Regions from separate parts of the Hordeum vulgare genome. Here region 2 is linked to region 1. Evidence: chromatin contacts called from public Hi-C data. All regions are on one chromosome and are shown on one strand. The core of a region is the stretch at or near the end of the contact, and the rest is flanking DNA. Distances in the headings are between cores, read along the strand shown.

What was found. Hi-C and Micro-C count contacts between places; a contact is called where the count stands out from the background.
Region 2: a contact with region 1 is called in a Hi-C map of leaf, with 5 times the contacts expected there. The contact joins two enhancer-like sites. A contact is called at or near these places in 2 of 6 Hi-C or Micro-C datasets (both in leaf).

Annotation. Positions count from the first base shown.
Region 1 is chr6H:180,554,028-180,557,418 of MorexV3_pseudomolecules_assembly, forward strand. No RefSeq gene overlaps it. Among protein-coding and RNA genes, the nearest start is that of LOC123404091, 80 kb to the right of the region's middle. Within about 2 kb of position 1,869, at least 1 of the 3 cell types and tissues checked has open chromatin away from gene starts, as enhancers often do. A contact at or near this core is called in leaf, where this site is marked.
Region 2 is chr6H:180,961,209-180,964,599 of MorexV3_pseudomolecules_assembly, forward strand. No RefSeq gene overlaps it. Among protein-coding and RNA genes, the nearest start is that of LOC123401830, 4.9 kb to the left of the region's middle. Within about 2 kb of position 1,518, at least 3 of the 3 cell types and tissues checked have open chromatin away from gene starts, as enhancers often do. A contact at or near this core is called in leaf, where this site is marked.

The sequences.
Region 1 (3,391 bases), core at 619-3,118:
AAAACAAAGAATAGAAAAAAAACAATAAAATACATGCACCCACGCGTCAAATGTGCGAGCCAACTTTTTTTTTTTTTTGAAAACGGAGGCAAATGATTTGCCTCATGTATTAATTAAGAGGGAGAGTTTTAGGTATAGAGAAATGGTAATACATCTTAGTTCATCGGATAGACATATGACAAAGTACTAATTTCGCGGCATGATATTGCTGATGTGCTTCGCTTTGTCTGTTGCTCACGTCTTGGCCTCGTCCTCAATGATTTTTAAAATGTAAAAAGGTGGCATTGATTTCTTCCGAAAGACCATGGCATTTCTCTCATTTCAGATGATCCAACATACAAGCATCCGTTTGCTGTGTTTCGCTTTGACATGCTCGTCCACCACCGTTTGGTGTCGCGCTCCGACCTCCATGTTTGCATGTCCAACGCCCTCAATCTCAACCACTCTTTTACAATTCACGAGGTGCCCATAATGAATCGGCATTTGAAGTAAAGAAGATGCTTTGTCTCGTTTGCTCTCCTGCAAAGGGTGCAAATCCTGCGGGCTAACTTTGACTATAGTTGTTTAGTAAGATTTTATTTGCATGAGTAGTGACGGGAGGGAAATTTTTGATTTAACTGTGATTTTCTAAAGATTTAATTTAAATGAGTTAATGCAAGACGTTGTTTTGAAAAATTATCAATTTAATTGACTTAATACACATGTCATATGGGCCGTTTAAATTGGTTGCGTTTGACGTAATTTAGTGTTTGACGAGGGGTTGGCCGGAATGAGCGAGACTACAAACTCGCTTTTTAAGTACGAGAGATGTGATCGTTTTTCTCTATCTCAAATAGGTGGACCCTTTGTTTAATTGTAAATATGCGCTTGCATGTGAAAGGGAAAATGAGCCGGCTGACTTTACCAACTGTTAGAGTTTCCTGACATAATGATGATACTCATTTTTTTTTTAATTTTTTTTTTTGCGGGGAATGATGATACTCAAATCTTGTTACGTCTTTGTTCTCCTGCCAAATTTGAATCAAAGTTGGCGGCATGTACAATTATAAATTAGTACGCGTATGATGGGTACCTTTTTGTGATTATTACGGATATACGTATGCATGGACGTTTCAGGTTTGAGTAAATATACAGAGACCATGGTTTTGGTCAAGGACATGATGTTTTGACTAACAAGTTAGTTAGCCTTTCATATCGGAACAAGCCAAATTCTCGGCAGACTAAACTAAAAGGATATACGTGCGCGTTGATTTACATCACATCTGACGACTCGACTGCCCGACTCCGATAAATGTTAAGCAAGTTTTCTCGACATGCCGGACGCGCTCAACGCATTTGACTTGAACAACTACACTGATTTCAGCAGCGGAGGAAGAGAACAAGAACGACGGTTTCAATCACGTAGTATTGGAGGTAGGGTTAAAGACTGAAAAGTAGACAGAGACATAACCACTTTATTTTCTCACAAGAGAAACTGGCGCTTTCTTCTCTGTTTCGCTAGTTTCGGTGTGATTTGCATGCAGATATGTGCTGGCCATGGATATACGGATAGAAAAGTATATATCAAAGTTCGTGCAATGGAAGCAGATTCCTTGGGAACGTTTCGATGCAAATGCACTTTTAAAACACAAAAGAATGTTTTATATATCACATGTATTTGACACACACCTGAAAATCATTTTCTTTGTTTACAAATACTTGTTAAAAAAATGAATACAGAGAAAGTATTTCTATGGCTCAAGTTGATTGTGTGTCAACTTGAACCAGAGACAGCCGGAAAAAAGAAAAACTGAGCCGGAGACAACAGAGGCCACGACGTCCTTGAAAGAGCGAGCCAGGACGTGTGACAAACGACTGTTCGGTCAGTGGTATGCGGCAAAGGGTTGACGTGCATCCGCTTCGGCCGTCGATTTTTTATATTTCTGGCGACCAAGGTTTAGTCGACCTTCTTCTGTTTTTCATATATGTAAATTATCTTGAGTGGTTTTCATATATGTAACTAATTGGGTTAGGGTTCTCACGGGCCAGGTTGATGGAGAGGGGGCCAGAACTGAGCGCTAGCTCTCTGGTCGAGCCCAACTGCAAATTCACACCAGCCAGCTGTAACTGTTTTAAGCGTGGATAATGTTCTTTTGTACTCTCTCCGTCTTTAAATATAATTTTTTTAAAGGTTTTACCAATTCATTCATTTTGTTTCGTATGTAAACCTCTAGTGAAATATTTTAAAAGATTTATATTTAGAAGCGGAAGGAGTAACAAACTAGCTTATTGTGAATATATTCTTTTGCATAACAATTTACATATATCGATACGGATGGGTTAATAAAATAATATATCCTGACTCGTGAATCAAAGACCAGCACCTTGCTCTAGCTATATACGCTATCTAACTGGTCTTTAATCCCCCTTTGGAACGATTCGGCAGTTACTAAAGAAAATATTGAATCCGATCGAAGCATTACTTTCAGCAAGAATTTGGAATATGAGTATCGCATTTTGGCATCATGATGATTTATCCAATTGGTTCGACTCTTCCTTTTTGTTCCTGGCACAAAGTGGTGGTACTTGGTTGTTGGAGGAAGACGCAAGATTCATTTCCTCATGATGGAGGAATTGCAGCAACGGAATATATGACCTACTAGTTAAAATAGACACCAAAATAGGTATATCAGATTCTAGTTAGTCGGTGCATAGAGTTGCCACTTTGCAAGAGATCTATCTTCCACGATGACAGAACAAAGCGGTGCAAAGGAGCCCGAAAATCATCGGGTAACCTATATGCACATCATTATGCAACGTTGGTCTCCAAAGTGGTTTGAAAAGTTGCTCGCGCCCACACTCTCCCCCAACCCACTAGCCATCCATATAACCTACGCATACGCTTTGTAGGAAGCCACCTTTTATCAATCTGGTATCAGCTGTCTCAGGCCCGATCATGTTTGCCCCTCTGTCTACCGCCTCCCAACCGCCACCTGTCACCACCACGCCGCGAGCCCACTCAGGGCCGATCACCGACGCGCCACCACCCGCCACTGCATCCATCGTCTTCACGCCGGTAGAGATGACTGCGGTACTTCAGGAGCTCGGGTAGGCGATCGCGGGAATCCGCAACTTCCTCACGGGTCCCTATGGCCCGCCGCCGCCCGGCACCTTCACCACGCCCGTGACGTATCAGCAGCCGCAGTGGCTGCCGCCACCGTCGTGACCACCCCTCCCTCCCAGGGCGTCGCGCCTGCCGTCTCGGGAGCGCTATCGGGACCGCGGGTCCCCATCCACCAACTACGGTTCCCCCCGTCGCTGTCTACATTGCCGTCGTGGCTAGCCGGCTCCATCGGCCCGGTCCACACGACATCCCCGGTTCAGCCACACCATCCGCCGGTCGTTTTGTCGC
Region 2 (3,391 bases), core at 268-2,767, 410 kb after region 1:
TAAAAGCGTTTATATCATTACTTTTTTTAAACCGGACAAACCCCTTTCCATTACTTATCATAACGGAAATACAAAGTTTGACAAAAGAAAACTAAAAAAGGGGAGCGAGTTCAAAGCATTTTTGAAAAACCCACCGTAGGCACTCGTTCTCGAGCAGCCTACCGCAGGGCGAAAACCCAAAAACACCTATCCACCGCAACGAAAAAAAAAGTCTAAAATCCACCAGTCACACTACATGAAAACAAGTCTAACACCAACATAGAACATAGCCTGATTCACTTTGAAATCAACTAATACTTCCACGCGGGGGGGGGGGGGGGGGGGGATGGCAAACTAAAACCACCTGACCACAGAAGCCATGCACCATCATCACTGTGCACCATCTGGCGCAGCACAAATTCACATCAAGTTAGTTGCATTGATCTTCAGCATCTTAGCCCCTCGCTCCATAGCCTCCCGATCTTTCCCTGCCAGTAAACCTGTCCAGTATGTAAGGAGACCACAAGCCGTATATATCACATCGAAGGGGGAACTCAATTTTTTGTTCTCAAAGATAGCACGGTTACGACAATTCCACAATGCCCAACACACAACAGCAAGACCACAAGTATTACTTTAATGATCTAAACGCTTGTAGTGATGATCTAAATGTTTTTTTATTAGTTAATAGAGGGAGTACTTGCCTAATTAACAATCCCTATCCGGCCTAATGACTCACTTTTGTTAAAAATACAACTAGAAAATAGGAAATCCAAGGAAATTCAAAGCTTGCGAGAGGTTTTTGTTAGTCTAATTTTAGAAAATGTCTTTTGGAGCTCGGCCTTCATGTAGGCTGATTTTTAAAAAACTTAAAATTCATCAAAATTCATATTTTTATATTTCAAAATATCTGAGAAAAAATAAAGATATACATAAAGACATGGCACATATGTATGTAAATTTTTAGAACGAAATATGTTGAAATAAGGTTTGTGTAAAAAAGACAGATTTATGGTTTTTAACACATGATACTATTCATCTCAAAAGTATACGGATTTGTTCTTTTTTCAGACATCACATCTAAAAGTATTTCATACTGATTTTTACACACATATATACATTTCATCTTTTTGTACTTGCATATTTTTTCAAATGTTTTTGAAATCAGAAAGTTGAAATTTTGAATATTTTAAAAATAAAAGACTTCATAGAGGCCGAGCTCCAAAACGCCCTACTCTCTAATTTTGTGCTTGTGCGGCCCACTCAACTTTCATACGAAAACTAGGTACTACTACTTCCTCCGTCCTAAAATAAATGTCCTAAAATTTATATTAAGTTAGTATAAATTTATATCAAATTAACGATATTTCTTTTGGAACGGAGGGAGTATTATTTATTTGTGAAAGAGCACAAGCTGAATCGAGAGTGGAAATTTAGGGTGGGGCCGGCAGCCAAATCCTGGTGGGCATACCCAGGGGGAGACTCTGCCTGTCGTCGGGGGCTAGCTGTCACTGCCGCAAGGAGCATTCCCAACGGTTATGCAAACGGACAACGGAGGAAGTAGTACCTCGTGGCTGGGCCGGAGGGAGAGGCACGCAGTAGCTCTCGTGCTGCTCACCGAAAAAAACGGTGAGCGCCGCGCCGTCTGTGGTTTTTTACCGGTCCGACTCATGCATGGGGGCATGCCAAACCCCCGGTCCTTCGCGGTCTGAGCATTTCTGCGCCCCTCAGCCACGGTGGGAACGTGTTTTTTTTTTTCTCCTTTTCTTTTAAAGATGGTGTGCGCTGAGTTAGGCGAGCTACTGCGTTGAGATTTACTACCTGGAACGCGTATGGACCTTTTTTTAGGTGCGTTTGTCGCCATCGACGTCCTTGTTGTGGCTTCCAAATCCAAGCGTATATATACACGCGATTTAGACTGCGTTCGGTATCAAGGTGGATTGTGACAATTCAGTTTTTGAACCCCCAAATCTGTCAAGACGTCACTACGGTGCTTCATTTGTCCTTACTTCGAATGCTAGGATTTGCTAATGTTATTTGTATGTGAATCGCCCGATGAGTCATTGTGTAAAGAAATAGGAAGCCTGTTATGTCTAAACACGGAATCTGGAACCATGCATATTTAATCCAATTTTTATAAGTTGCTCTCCGATGACAACTTGGTTCGATAGAAAATAAATGAAAATGTGGCCCAACTCCCTCCTGCTCCCGCCATCGACCACTAGCTGTCAAGTTGATGTCGTCATAGCACGGATCCTACTTTTTTTCTTTTCAAAACGAAGGAAAAGATTTGCCTCATCCATTAAATTAAGGAAGAATAGAGTTTTATAAGTGGGCACAACAGGCCCTGACAATTACTCACATAGAACAATTTGCCATAATTTCTTAGCGTCGGCGGTAACCCAAAGGTTGCCCTCGTCCAAAGCGCCCTTGAGCAAATTTTGCGGTGGAGCACTCTTGTGACGAAAGATTGTCGTGTTTCGCTCATTCCAAATGATCCTCGAAACATGCATGGTGGGGGAAGCCATGGTTGATCTATTGGGATTTTGCATGTCGGTCCTTTGGTCCCACCGTCTCATGAGTGACTCCTCAAGGTGACAACAGGATGTTTCCACATGTAGAAGCCCGAATTTTGCAATGGCCAAACCCCAAAGTCGAATAGAGAAGCGATAGTTGATGAATATGTCAATGCCCGTTTCGAGCTCCCTCTCACAAAGAGGGAAAGACCACAGTTATCCCATCCACACAGCTCCAAGAGGTCGGCAGTCCAGTTCCTATCTTGCAATGCTAGTAGGGCAAAGAATTTAACCTTTGGTGGGGCCCATGCTTTGAAGACCATAAAGTTCATGGGGGAGAGCGCCAGTCCAAGGAATTGTAACTTGTACGCAGTTGCCGTCGAGTAAATACCATCAACAACGTGTTTCCAAACAATGTCATCCTCGACATGTTCATCAAGTTGGAAGTCGTGAACAAACATCGAAAGGGAGAAAAGCTCCTGAATGTGTTCACCGGAAATGATGTTGTCGGTCTTGATCTTTGTCATCAAGGCGTCCCCATGGAGAGCCTCGCACACCTTCCAATTCTGTCTTCTAGAGGCCTCATACATTAGAGGAGCGACATCTTTGGGATTGAGGCCAAACAACCAAGGGGGGCCCTAGAAAGGAGTTTTTGTGCCGTTCCGAACCGTGATGGTTGTGGGAGCATAGAAGAAATCAAGGTCTTCCTTGGTGCATCGGTATCCCAACCCAACTCAAAGTTTGTTGGGCTCCTTCCATTCAAACCATGGCCAACGAAGTCGCAAGTACCTAGCAAATTTGTCGGTGTTCATGACCCCCACATCTTTATAAGCCCTAGCATGGATCCTTCTCATGTCATTGCCACCACATTTTAAATTATCACGGTAGTCACCCAA